Regions from separate parts of the Zea mays genome. Here region 1 is linked to region 2. The links are chromatin contacts, called in public Hi-C maps. All regions are on one chromosome and are shown on one strand. Each heading gives the region's core, a stretch centred on a gene start, on an enhancer-like site or on the middle of the called end of the contact. The rest is flanking DNA. Distances are from core to core; before and after follow the strand shown. Region 1 has its middle 34 kb from the start of LOC103643958. Region 2 holds the start of LOC100285734.

What was found. Hi-C and Micro-C count contacts between places; a contact is called where the count stands out from the background.
Region 1: a Hi-C map of bundle sheath shows a contact between it and region 2, with 1.7 times the contacts expected there. The contact joins the enhancer-like site here to the promoter of LOC100285734 in region 2. A contact is called at or near these places in 2 of 25 Hi-C or Micro-C datasets (bundle sheath and leaf).

Annotation. Positions count from the first base shown.
Region 1 is chr1:279,196,086-279,199,002 of Zm-B73-REFERENCE-NAM-5.0, reverse strand. No RefSeq gene overlaps it. Among protein-coding and RNA genes, the nearest start is that of LOC103643958, 34 kb to the left of the region's middle. Within about 2 kb of position 1,357, at least 19 of the 20 cell types and tissues checked have an H3K27ac peak or open chromatin away from gene starts, as enhancers often do. A contact at or near this core is called in bundle sheath and leaf, where this site is marked.
Region 2 is chr1:278,897,584-278,900,808 of Zm-B73-REFERENCE-NAM-5.0, reverse strand. LOC100285734 reads right to left here and starts at 1,927. Exons shown (of 4, transcript NM_001158625.1): 1 at 1,359-1,927; 2 at 34-249. The coding sequence starts at 1,737.

The sequences.
Region 1 (2,917 bases), core at 108-2,607, 300 kb before region 2:
TATGTATCTCTAGGTTATGTCATTCTTTTTTTTTGAAGTAAGGTTATGTCATTCTTAGGGTCGCTCTCCTATAGTAGAAATGTAGCATATACATATCTTCTCTATATGGTTAACAATAGTACACAAATATATTCCGTATAAAACCGTATTTTCTTAATTGATGTGTGTCTAAATTAGGATTATTAGAATGAAATTCAATTCTAAGCATCCAAATAGGGCCTTAAATATTTTGTATAGCGTTCATGCTCCAAACAACCAAAATAACCTCAGTAAACGGCCAATATCACAGACATCAATTTGCACAGTTTAACCAAATAATTTTAGCAAGTGACCAAGTGTAAACCACGTTCACCCCAAAATAACAAAATAGCCTTCCCATGTAGCAACAATTGGGCTTCTAGAGGAAGTATCAAATGGTCATATCATCAATGTTTTTAGGTCCCTGCAAAGGCAAAGGAAAAGTTGAAAAAGAAAAAAAATCAATATTTAAACAAATTCTACAAGTTGAAAAGGAAATTGAGGGCTTGTTTGGATGGTGGCCACAAAAAGTTGCCTGGCCCAGGCACCAAGCGTTGGATTTCCTACGCCTGGGGCCAGGATGAGTTGCCTGGCAGGCATTTGCCTGCGAGTCCACCATCAATAGATTGGTGTAGCCAGTGAAACATCGCTGTCCATTTGAGCATCATCTATTGATACTTATGTTTCTACGACACCACTGTTTTTCTCATTGTAACACCTCAAAAACTTAACTTGGAAATTTGGTAAAATTCTCCAAAGGTTTGGAGTTAGAATACCTTTTAATGAAACGTTTCTTACCCTTAAAGTTGTATCCCCTAAAATAAATATATTTTATAATAAAAAGTCAAATGAAAAGATCCTTTGTATCCTTGTTAAATTATATATTTAAACATAATCTTTAAAAGAAATAAGTTAAACGATCTCTTATTAAAGATTTTATTTACCTTTAACACAAATAAGTGATAAATTATTGAATTTTGAACACACTTTTAACTAGACTATATTTTCTTTAAATATAAATTTTGTGTACATTGCGTAGTTGAAGCATTGACTTAAAAGAATAATAAAAGACTATGCATGCTGGAGTTTTATTATTGTCCGTGCATTAGATTTTAAAAGTTTGAAATTCAAAAGCAAATTTGAGTTAAAAATAAGATAATGAAATCTGAAAATAGAAAATAAAATAGAAAAAGAAGGAAGAAATGTGCCTCTGGACCGAATTTCCCTCTCTTGGTCCAACTACCCAACTTCCTGCGTGGCCCATTCAACCCAGCTCAGCTACCGGTGGTGGGCGTGGACCCCACCCGCTAGTCCCTCAGCCCTGCCGACCACTCTCTCCCGTGCACCGATAGCTAGGGCTGGATCGTAATCCTCTCCTATCGTGCATGCTTGACTCGTGAGCCTACTTAGCCAGCGACACGCGATGGGAGACTACGATCGCGTCCTTGCTTCGCTTACATGAGGGACCAGCGCGCCAGGTACGTCATCCTCATCGAAGTCCATCGCTGGGCGATTACAGCAAACCCAGGATCCGCGCGGCCGGTTGTGATCGGCTGGTTATTATCCGATTCGCCTCGCAGGGTGTATATATAAGCCCTGAACCACCTCCTCATCCATCAAATCGAACCATCGCGACGACCCAATTGGAGAGCACCTTCGGTGAGGATCAGAGAGGGAGAAAGGGAGAAGGATAGCCGTCGTCGACATCATTCGCCTCCGCCACCATCCAGAATCCCCAATGTGACTGAAGGCGTTCTGTCAGGTGTATGGTGCGTGCTCGGGGAAGCAGTGGAGTGTGCGGGACCACAGAGCCATGGCAATTCGTCGCCGGTGACGGGAGCGCCACTGCGGAACGCACTTCTCGATGGGCGGAGGACGACGCGATGTAATCCTCGGTAAGAGCACCCATATCGATTTCGCCTTAGCACCTGCATCATTTATCACCTAGTTGACTTTGGGAATCGGGCACCACAGCCCCGAAGCGTGGGAGCTGTGTGGAGTGTTGATCCGAGCACATGTGACTGTTATTAGACGTAGAATCACCCTTCGCACGTTTCAATCCGGGTCACTGGATCAGATCGGGTGGTTCTGATCGAATCCCACTTCATTAAATCGTGGTTGTTCATCCTCGATCCTAGGGCGGTCATCGCGTACCGGTTCAAGCTGAGAAACGTTTAATCGATGTTGTCGATTCAGATCGAATGACGCTGATATACCTATACCCCTTCGACCGCATACACTTACGAAAGAGTCCCTGATCTATTTTTAGAATAATCCACAGTTCAGTGTAGTATTAGATTATTGAATCTAAGTCCTAACAATTTGCAGAGAAAGCCTCGAGTTCCTAGGATTTAGCACTCGTTGTCCTTCTTCATAGAAAAACAAATAAAATAAATTAGGAAATTTATGGAAAATATCTGGAAAACGTTTTTAATTGTAAAATTAATAATGAAATACTTAGAAACTCAGAAAATTCATAACTTTGGTGTTTTAACTCCGAATTTTGTGGTTCTCGAACCTACGATCTCGTAGCGATGCATAGAATATTCTTACACAGTTTGTTCATATGCTTTGGTGTAATGTTAGCATATTCATTATTTGATTTATTGTATGTATTGCTACGAGTAGAGGCAAGGTGGTCGTCTTTTTGGTGTTTTAGCTTTTTTACAAAAGTTTCTCATAAATATGCCTTTTCAGTTTCAATTCAGAAAATAGACCCTTACCTTAGCATCATCATTATTGACGTCGATGTTACTAAAAGGGAAATGTGCCCTTGGGCCATTTCTATAAATGTTTTGGTAATTAGATGTCCAACACATGGTTTTAAGTTAATATGTGCTAAGTGGTTGAGAAGCACAAAATCAATAATCAAGGAGAAGTTTTGGCTAAGTTCAGCAAA
Region 2 (3,225 bases), core at 678-3,177:
TTGCGCTCGGTTCCCCACTCTTTCTTGGCTTACATGTGCTCGTGCCGAAGTATGAAGGCGGGTAGGGAGACGCTGCGAGGCTCCTCCTGATGGGGATGAGGAGGCTGTGAGGTATGGGGCTGTTCGCGGCCAGGTACTTGTAGATCAGGGCCTGGTGTTCGAGCTCGATCCACTGGGACGGCGTGAATGGGGCCCTCACCCTGGCCATTGCCCCCTGCATGCTGGTGCTCAAGCTCACCGAGCTCAATCCTGCGGGGAGCAAACAGGCAGGCATAGTTAGGAGAGATGAGCAGCAAAACGGTGGAAGCCAACAAGGCGCAGCCAAAAACATGTGTACTGCTTCATAGAGATGACCGCCGAGATGCAAGCGTTTCCTAAACACGATCCTAGGGCAGGATAAAAGGCAAGCAAAAAAAGACACAAAAACCTGGAACGGAGCGCCTGCATGCAAGGATCAGAAACCTGATAAGCAGCACAGATTTATAGGTGATGTCCATAGCAAGCCGACCAAGGACCACACTGTTGGGTCCCGACAGTGAACTTGAATCGCGAGGCTCCATTGTATTCTTGAGACTTTCTTGCGTGCATTCATGCTCTTTTAGCTGTTTCTTGGTTTTTAGGTTTCTGAGTGAGAAAGGGGTGAAGGTATAGGTCCGAGGTAGATCACGCCATTCTTTTTCATTCTTCCTCTAATAAGAACTAGTAGTCGTATTATCAGCAGGCGGCGTGACAAAAAGGAATCCACACGATCGCGGCGCCGTTGAGGACAAGAAAAGCGTTGGCGGATGTCAGCAAAAAGAAGTGCAAACTTATGTCGATACATATCACGGATGATTCAATAAAGCTTTTTTTAAAATACTATTTAAAACCATTTCTTTTTTCCAGAGGTGGAAGAACTTTTACAGTCGTCACTAATCTAAATCTCCAGAAGACGAAAAGAGAGAGGAAAACCCCATACAAAGATCATTGGCAGGTTAAAAGAGTCAACACTGGTCATGAAAACCCCATGAATCTAGAGTAGATGCACTAAATAACTGAAGCTAGAAGAAAGAAGAAGAGGAGAAGAAACGGAAGAGGGCACAGATCAGCTTAAGGATAAGCAGTAGTCAGTCAGTAGACATAACCAAGTAAAAATAAATAAATCTGTAGCTACGAGACCAAGAGCAAAGAGAGAAAGCAGGGTGAATCGAATCGAACCGAAAAGCAATAATACTGGAGAAGAAGTGGATAGCAAGCTTTTCAATCACCAAAATCCAATCAACAAGCAACGGGAAAAAAAGAAGTAAGCTTTGCAGCAGCAAGCGGCACCGCCACAACAAGCAGTAGCACGGGTACGCCGTCGCCGTGCTCGCGCTCACCTGAGCAAGAGGCCGGGGTCCCGTAGTACAGCGGCATGGCCCCGCCGCCATCAGCCGCAGCGGTGGAGGAGGCGCACGAGGCCGCGGCGGCGGCGGCGGCGGACGAGAAGCTGAGCATCTGCTCCCCGCCGTGGCCGGGACTGCACGAGCCCAGCAGGAACGGCGCCGCCGCCGCCTTGGTGGCAGCCGCCACGTCCCCGGCGACGACGGGCGCTGTCCCTGTCCTGGGCTGCTTGGCCCTGCCGCCGCCCCACACGTCGTCGTCTCCCCCCGCCGCATTGGGCCCCCGCCCGTGCTTGAGCAGCCTGCTAGATCCGCCGCCGAGCAGGCCCAGCTCCGAGGCGCCCGCGTCCATCACCACCGACCCGCCCAGGTCCATCGTCGCGCCCCCGCCCGCTCGCCGTGCTGTGTGCCCCCGCGCTAGTGCTGCTCGCGTCCATGCGGCGCGGGATGGGAAGCGTGGGAGTGGGGCGGAGGAGGAGGAGGCGGCGGCATTGCTTTGAGTTGTGCTCTGGTTCTAGTGGTATAGCTTGGCTAGCTGCTGCTGCCTGCTGGTGAGTGTGTATGTGTGCTCGGTGGGTGCATGGTGGTGGCCTTGGGTTTTACTTACGGGGGCCGTGGGGAGGGGTGGTTGCGGCCTGCGCTCGGGAAACCAGGCTGGTTTTTCTTTTGGAGGCAGGCGCAGGCACGGCGAGAGGAGGGGAGGCGCAGTAAAGACAGCTACTAGTAGTAGCTGGAGGAGTGGGGCGGCAGGATAAAATAGGTAAGTGCGGTGAAAATTTTAGGGGCGTTTCCGTTTCACCCTACCAGCAGAATTGGATGAGGGCGGTGCAGAGGAGGGAGAGACGGTAAAACATGGTGGATGGTATCGGTGGTAGTAGCCTGGCCAGGACTAGGAGAGAGCTATCCTTTGCCCTTTGGTTCTTGCCACTGCGGTAAAAAAGAAGGGGGGTCTTTGATGGCCATCTGATATTTTTACCGTTTTGCCAATTGAGGAGGGGAGGCATCTTTGCAGGGTAAAGTGTTGCGAGAGATGTTACCACACAGGATTGGGATTTCGATGGTACATGTTAGATGGGGACGTTATTGCCTGTTTCCATGTTCGGGACAGGGCCGCTGAAAGGTGATGTATACGCCTACTCCCAAAGTGTGACCCTTCTCGGCCTCTCACCGTCTCCTGTCACCACTCACCACTCACCACTCGGACTCGGTTCCACGGAGCTTTCGAAGAACGATCCCAAACCAAACCATGCATGCTGCCACACCACACAGGCACTGTAGCTGTACAAGGAAGCCCTCTCAGGCCTCAGGGCACTGCTCACACAGTGTGGGGATTTCTCGGTAGAGCCAGTGGTGCTGCCGGCCGGCCGGCTGCCCCGCCTGCCTTACACAGTCACAGGGGACACCGCGCGCTAGATCATCAGTAAGGCGGTGACACGATCTATAGCCATAGCGAATTATTGGCGCTGGATTCCGCCGGCCCGGGCCCCTGCAGCCGCTTGCTGTTGGAGATTAGGTCGCGAGTCGTAGACTCGTAGGCCACGCAATTACTCTAGTATTGTATGTATATCGCAACCCAGTTTGCGTGTGTGCGCGCGCGCGCGTCTCGTGCAGTGCAACACGCGCCGTAGCTAACTTTGCGGCTTGGAGCAACGCGGCAAAGGATTGGGGTTGCACGCGCTCTGGACCAGCTCGAAACTAAGGATGTGTTTCGTTAATAAGCAGAGTAGAACAGAGCGACTCAATTTTATTTTCTAAATGTTTGGTTTTTTAAAAAAGAGTGTAGTGTCTTCTGGAGTCTATATATGAAATTTATCATAAATATTGTAATGCTTCTGCTCCACAAAAATGATCGGATGCGAGTGCT